2 separate regions of the Mus musculus genome follow, and region 2 is linked to region 1. A link is a contact called in public promoter capture Hi-C data. All regions are on one chromosome and are shown on one strand. Each heading gives the region's core, a stretch centred on a gene start, on an enhancer-like site or on the middle of the called end of the contact. The rest is flanking DNA. Distances are from core to core; before and after follow the strand shown. Region 1 holds the start of Eci3 (enoyl-Coenzyme A delta isomerase 3). Region 2 overlaps Cdyl (chromodomain protein, Y chromosome-like).

Evidence for each region. Promoter capture Hi-C pulls out the DNA fragments that hold promoters and counts their contacts.
Region 2: a contact with region 1 is called in a promoter capture Hi-C map of hematopoietic stem and progenitor cells, with 2.5 times the contacts expected there. The contact joins the enhancer-like site here to the promoter of Eci3 in region 1. A contact is called at or near these places in 7 of 39 promoter capture datasets (the SN4741 cell line, cranial neural crest, embryonic stem cells and 4 more) and 7 of 115 datasets of contacts at active chromatin or transcription factors (bone marrow-derived macrophages, embryonic limb bud, embryonic midbrain and 2 more).

Annotation. Positions count from the first base shown.
Region 1 is chr13:34,961,858-34,965,330 of GRCm38.p6, reverse strand. Eci3 (enoyl-Coenzyme A delta isomerase 3) reads left to right here and starts at 1,522. Exons shown (of 9, transcript NM_026947.4): 1 at 1,522-1,577. Gm16984 (a long non-coding RNA gene) reads right to left here and starts at 1,381. Exons shown (of 3, transcript XR_873227.2): 1 at 1,248-1,381; 2 at 495-707.
Region 2 is chr13:35,747,283-35,750,712 of GRCm38.p6, reverse strand. The region is part of intron 3 of Cdyl (chromodomain protein, Y chromosome-like); the gene reads right to left. Among named protein-coding and RNA genes, the nearest start is that of Cdyl, 89 kb to the right of the region's middle. Within about 2 kb of position 1,347, at least 14 of the 459 cell types and tissues checked have an H3K27ac peak or open chromatin away from gene starts, as enhancers often do. A contact at or near this core is called in hematopoietic stem and progenitor cells, where this site is marked.

The sequences.
Region 1 (3,473 bases), core at 273-2,772:
AAGAAAATCTGAGGTTACAGGTGAGAGAGAAAAAAATGGTTGAAGACAAGAGACAAGAGAAGAGGAGATGGAAGGAGAGGAGGGGAGGGAGGGGGAGAGGGGATGGGTGAGAGGGAAAGGAGAGGAGAGGACATGGAAGGAGAGGGAAGGAGGGGAGGAGAGGAGAGGGAAGGAAAGGGGTTGGGGGTGGGGAGCGGTCCGTTCTCTTCCAGTTTCATAGATGAGCAGCACCACTAAACCGAAGCAGGATACAGGAGGGAGAATGAAGAGTACAAAGTCCTTTGTGCCTAACAGAGTCATAATAGGTCCCTCCCCGGCAATTACACAGCGGGATATCACAGTCACCTTGGTACCACTTTCCCTGGTGCTTTCAATTCAATTCAAGGAAGTTCCAATTCCTTTGCTTGAGCTGTGGCTTACTGTAAAAGAAATACCTGGAAGCATAGAGCCAGAGTTAACCCTTCTGACAGCTTACAGAAAAGGTGGCAACTGACCCCAAAGTCGTTGTCACAGGTGGAAACACACGGGACTAGCAGCGACCTCATGTCACCAAAGCACTCAGGCTTGCAGGCGACTTCCTTGGGGAGACAGTGCCTTGGCGAAGGTGACACTTTGTCCAAGCACCAATTGCTAGTTAGCGGAGCGCGGCAGATGCGTAATCCCTTATCACCAGCGTGGGTTTCAACGGTTCACTCCTGTCAAGCAGACTGTCCGGAGATGAAAAATGGTGTTTAATAAACAGCAGGCAAGGGCTGAACAAATTGCTAGTCAGAAATAGTCCTAAGAGACCTGCTCTGGAGAGCAGGATCACAACGGGAGAATGGAACCAACGGTCAGAGATTTCCCACGTAAAACACTGTCTGGACTGAGAAACCATGGGCTGCAGAAACCCAGAGAGGCTGGGCACCCCAATTCTAAACGAAAATAGGTTGGGATGTCCACGGTAATCCAAGCACTTAACAGGCAGAGAGACAGAAGGATCAGCAAAGTTTAAGTGAGGCAATTTATCGTGAGATTTTTGCCTCGAAACAAATGTTTTAAAATAAAAAGCAAAAAGCTGAACACCATGGTGTGTGCCCCTGCACCCAGCACTCTGCGGGGAAGTCCATTATCGGCTACGTTCAGCACCCTCCCCTCTCTGCCCAGCACCCGGTTCTCTGCCTCCTACCCCAAAGCCCCGCACCCTACCCTCTGCATCCAATCCCCTGCACCTTGTTCTTTGAACCCAATTCCCAGAGCTCACTCACTGAACTCTGCACCCATAGGCCCTTCTCTGCCCAAAGCTCCTTGTCCTCTGCGGCCAGAGTCATGCGCCATGCTTCTGCTTCCTCAACCAAGTGCCCATCCCTGAAACCTTCTCGGGCCCAACTCAGACCACGCCCCCAGTCTCACTTTTCCTCTGCCTTCCTCTGTTCCTGGAGTCTTTCGTTCCACTCAGGATTCACTTCTGGATCCGCCCCCTGCCCAGTTCCTCCCACCGATTCCACCCATTCTTAAGCGTCTCGGCTCTGTTTGTCCTCAAGGCTGGCTTTAACTTCCTTCCTTGAGCAGAAGAGTACGCGGTGCTGGTGTCCTAGGTAAGCTTGCAGCCTCTACTGTCTGGCCCAAAGTCTCCAGCGAGGTTTGTCGCGGGCCCGCGGAGCCGCCCCGCTCTGTCATCTGGTCTGGCTAGCAGGACAGAAGGATATTGCTTTGACGGTTTCCCAGCGAGAGAGCTCTAAAGAGTGACCTCGCCTGTCTTGTACGAATGGATGTGCTCAGGCCGCCTAGAAAGCCTGGACTAGCAGCGACCTCATGTCACCAAAGCACTCAGGCTTGCAGGCGACTTCCTAAGGGAGACAGTGCCTTGGCGAAGGTGACACTTTGTCCAAGCACCAATTGCTAGCTAAGTGGAGCGCAGCAGATGCGTAATCCCTTATCACCAGCGTGGGTTTCAAGCAATTGGTTGACCTAGTTGAGAGAGGTAACTCAAAAATCTAAACCTACACTCCATTTGAATAAATTTGCTTTAAATGAGCCTTTACATTTTACAACGTCTTTTTTTTTCTCTCTCCTTGGAATAACCCTTGTCAAATTCAAATAAAATGTAGAGGAAAAAAATCTGTAATCTGTAGACAGATTTTATTCAGTGATCATTTGAAACTAGATTATTGGGACAGCAGAGAGAGAATATAACTATGGCATTTTGCTCTGTAGGGTTTGGGACAAATCGGCAATCCTGCTGCAGAAATGAAGGGCAAGGAACAAATAGAAACCAGTGTTTGTAGTCTCTGCAGGTCTTCAGGTTACCAGTGGCTCAGGTGAACCTGGATAGACCAAAGCCGAGAGTCAGTCAGCAGGACTTTGAAAATGCAATGAACCAAGTGAGACTTGAGATGGAGGACCCAGGCAACGAAGTACAGCTAAGACTCTATGCACTAGATAAGCAATGTAAGCCTGAGATCTGACATTGTTTAAAAAAAAAAAAAAAATGTGTGGGCTGGAGAGACAGCTCAGCAGTAAGTGCTTACTGCTCCTCTAAGAGGATCCAGGATTGGTTCTCAGCACCTTCAACCCTACTTTTTTTTTTCCATTTTTTTATTAGGTATTTAGCTCATTTACGTTTTCAATGCTATACCAAAAGTCCCCTATACCCCCCACCCCCCTACCCACCCACTTCCCCTTTTTGGCCCTGGCATTCCCCTGTACTGGGGCATATAAAGTTTGCAAGTCCAATGGGCCTCTCTTTCCACTGATGGCCTATTAGGCCATCTTTTGATACATATGCAGCTAAAGACAAGAGCTCCGGGGTACTGGTTAGTTCATATTGTTGTTCCACCTATAGGGTTGCAGTTAGCTGTCTCTTTTTTTTTTCCTGTTTTTATTTATTTATTTATTTATTTATTTGTCATCTTGCTATTTGTGAGGTGTTTCACATTTTTTTAAAATTAGGTATTTTCCTTATTTACATTTTCAATGTTAGCTGTCTCTTAACTCTAGTTTCAGACCTCTGTGGTCACAAGGCATGCCCCTGGTATACATACATACATACATATCATACATATATACATACACGAGATGCATGCATGCAGGCTTTGGTTTGTTTTGCTGTTTCTATTAGAGTTAGGCCTTGAAATACTGTTAAAGTACAAGGTAGCCCCAAGTATCTCTCCTGAAAAAATGTAAAAGATTTAGCAGTCAGATGTTTGGTCCATTGCTCGATTCCCCTCTGATTAGAATAAATCCACAGAGAAGATATTTTGGGACAACTGGAAAAAGTTGAATATGGGCTGAGTTTTAGCAACTATCATTTAGTTGCTAGATAAGAGCAATATGGAGGTCATTATTAATGGTGCCATTGGCAACATCATAAAGTGTTTGTACTTTTAAAAAAATGCATAGTAAATATTCAAAGCTGAAGTACAGTGAGTGGTGTGTGGGATGTTTTAGATTTCATGCCATAAGCACGGAAGAAGATAAGTACGTTATCAATT
Region 2 (3,430 bases), core at 98-2,597, 790 kb before region 1:
GTATGGGTATAAAGAAGAAACAACATTTGAAGACAGAGTAAGATAAGACACAAGAATAAGATAAGTCAATAACAGATAGGACACAAATTCACAAAAAGCAGTGTAACATATACCAAGCATGTCTGCAATACAAGTGTCATACAGCGTACAATGTAGTAAAACTACAGAATGCCAAAGTAAAAAACGATCTCCAAGGCCGTCAGGAGATTGGTTTCCTATGATGAAACTCGGTCCGAAAAGACACAAATGAACTCCTCAAGAGTGATGAGAAAGCAGATGATGGAGTCCTATCCTGGAAATGCTGCAAGAAAATAACCCATTTAAAAATAAGAGAGCCGAGCAGTGGTGGCACACACCTTTAACCCCCTCTTGAGAGGCAGAGGCAGGCAGATTTCTGAGTTCGAGGCCAGCCTGGTCTACAAAGTGAGTTCCAGGACAGCCAGGGCTATATAGAGAAACCCTGTCTTGAAAATAAAATTAAATTAAATTAAAATAAAAATAAAGAGAAAAACAAAACAAAACAACAACAAAAACAATGAACTGTTTTTTTTTTTTCTTAAGTCATCACTACCATCCCACCCCCCAAACCCCAGGGCTCAGGGGCCATACATAACAAGGCCAAAGACAGGGTGAAAAAAAATGTTTAAGACATTTAGGAGGACCAGAGTGAACCTGTGTCCTCTGGTCCTAACAGGACAGATGCACTCAACTCAAGACCTCCACAAGAACATGCCAATCAACCTTCTGGCTTCAGAGCACCCAGAGGTCCACCAGGTCCCAGGCACAGTTGAAGTTACAGACAGCTGACGATTTCAGCACGTGGGACAGTCAGGTTTTAAGGGTGTGGCTCCTGATAAGTCAACTATGTATGCCCTGGTGGGTGGCCCTAACCCATTGAGTGTGTATATGTAGTCGTGTGTGTGTGTGTGTGTGTGTGTGTGTGTGTGTGTACAGACTCAGTGGGTTATTTAAGACAACAGAGGAACGGGTAAGAAAGTTGGGAGTCAGGGGGAGCGATGGTGGTGTGTGTGAATGTGTTCAAAAGACATCTATATGAGATTCATAAAGATTTAATAATTACTATACTAAAATCTATGTTGTTAATAGCTAAGAATAATCTCCTATACCTATGGCATGCATCTTGTAAACCCAATGGTAACCACAAAGCAAACCATACAAAATTAGTATTAGGAAAAAGATAACATGTCTAGTTTGCTTTCTATTGCTCTGATAAACACCAATACCAAAAGCAACTTGGAGGGCCCGGAGGACCTTGGGCAGGAAGTGACCTGACAGCTTCCTCCTTGAGGACTAGCCTTCATAATAAAAGAAGAACCAACATAAGCTTCCACAGGAGGGAAGCAGCTGACAAACAGTCCCACCCAGCTATGACACCTACGAGCCACAACGACCAGCATGGCAGTACAAGAAAGACTATCTGGGTAGCAGTGGCAGGCTTTCCTTGGTAATAGCCAACAGGTCTCTTAATTGGTCTTAAAGCCCGCTCAACAAAAGGAAACTCATGCCAACTACCTTGGGCTCATGAAGCCAGAAGCTTGGAGAAGAACCTACAACCACCACTTTACTAAACCAGCATGATCCCTAACTACATTCTACACATTTGACCTCATACACAAAAATAAGTGAAGTGCTCACCCTTCATCAAAGAAACTTCTCTTTGCAACAGCCAGATACAGTACAGAGAATAACCTATCAAAACGCAGAGTAGTGGACCCCAGTCCCAACTTATACACCTATAAAATCTCAAACCTAAGGCCTGGTCATCGGGTGGGCGTGGGGGGGGGGGGGAGTTGTGAGAGCCAGAGACTGTGTCTTCTAGAAATGTCAGAAGCTACACCCATAAAGTCCATCAACATGACTGTCTAAACATGAACTGAGCAAGGACAACACCGGACATGCTCAGTACACAGGGAAAGCTCACCAGGCACCAACCTTATACAGAAAACTAAGCAACTGAAGAAAGCTGAGAAAAAAAGCCTTCCCTGGGTGTCTTAAGTGTTTCTACCGCTGCAAGGAAAACACCATGACCAAAATGCAAGCTGGGGAGGAAAGGGTTCATTTAGCTGACACTTCTAGATCATAATCCATCATCGGAGGAAGTCAGGACAGGAACTAAAGCAGGGATGGAACCTAGATACAAGAGCTGATGCAAAGGTCATGGAGGGATGCTGCTTACTGGCTCCCTTCCCATGGCTTGCTCTACCTGATTCCTTACAGAATTCAGGATACCAGTCTAGGGATGGCATCACCCACAATGAGCAGAAACTAAAATAGAAACTGGAGGTGAAAAGATAAGGAGATTTTTAAAATCCCTATCAACAAACCCTTAGTTGAACAAACAAGCAAACAAAGTAAAAAGCAAAACAAAACAGAAATACAAAACTCGTTAAGACTTAGAACAACAATACACTAATCAAGTGGATAACCTAAAAGAAAACAAACTTGAAGATTCATACACATTTAAGACGGAATGATATAAAGAAATAGAAAATCTAAACAAGTCAGTCCTGAGTAAGGAGATGAAGCAAGGAAATGTCTCCTGTGAATGCAAAGACTGCCAGCTTCACAACTTAGCTCTCCTAAACACAACAAAAGCACACTACAACTCATACCCCGAATAAATATAGGTGCAACAATCCTCCATAAAATATTAGCACACCCAATTCAATGGAATATTTAAAAAAAGAAAACTAATCCACCAGCATGCAGAGTGATTCATACTGGGATGCAAGGTTGGCTGAACCACAAACAAATACATCACATAGACAGAACAGAGAATGGAAGCTATGTGATCATTTCAATAGACGCTGAAAAGCATTTGGTAAAGCACCATCCCTTCCTTCGGGAGAAAGGCCCTCAGGGAGTAGCGACCCAATAAAGGGTCTCTATGACAAGAACACGGACAGCATCATATTCAACAGGTAAAAGTCACACACTCTTTCTCTAAAACCTGGAGCAAGACAGATATTCACTCTCAAAGCATACTGAATGTCCTAGACAGAGCAGAAGAAAAACAGTCATCCAGATTAAAAAGAAATTCAGCTGTGTTTGTATACAATACCATTTCATACAGAAAACCCCAAAGATAACACCAAAAAACCCTTTTGCATACAAAACCAACATATAAAAACCAGCAGTGTTTCTATACACTTAAGTATCTGAAAAATGAAATATGTCATCATGCTTGCAACAGCTGTAGTAAAATAACGTGAAAGGCTTAGGAATGAACTCTATCAGGGCAGGGGTTGTACTTCACCGTTGGGCACCTGCCTGTTGTGCACAAGACTGTCTATCATGGATCCTAGCACCAGATACACACACACACACACGCACACGCACACGCACACGCACACGCACACACACACAAGAACAAGACTGGAAAACATCGATGAAATACACAAATAAATGT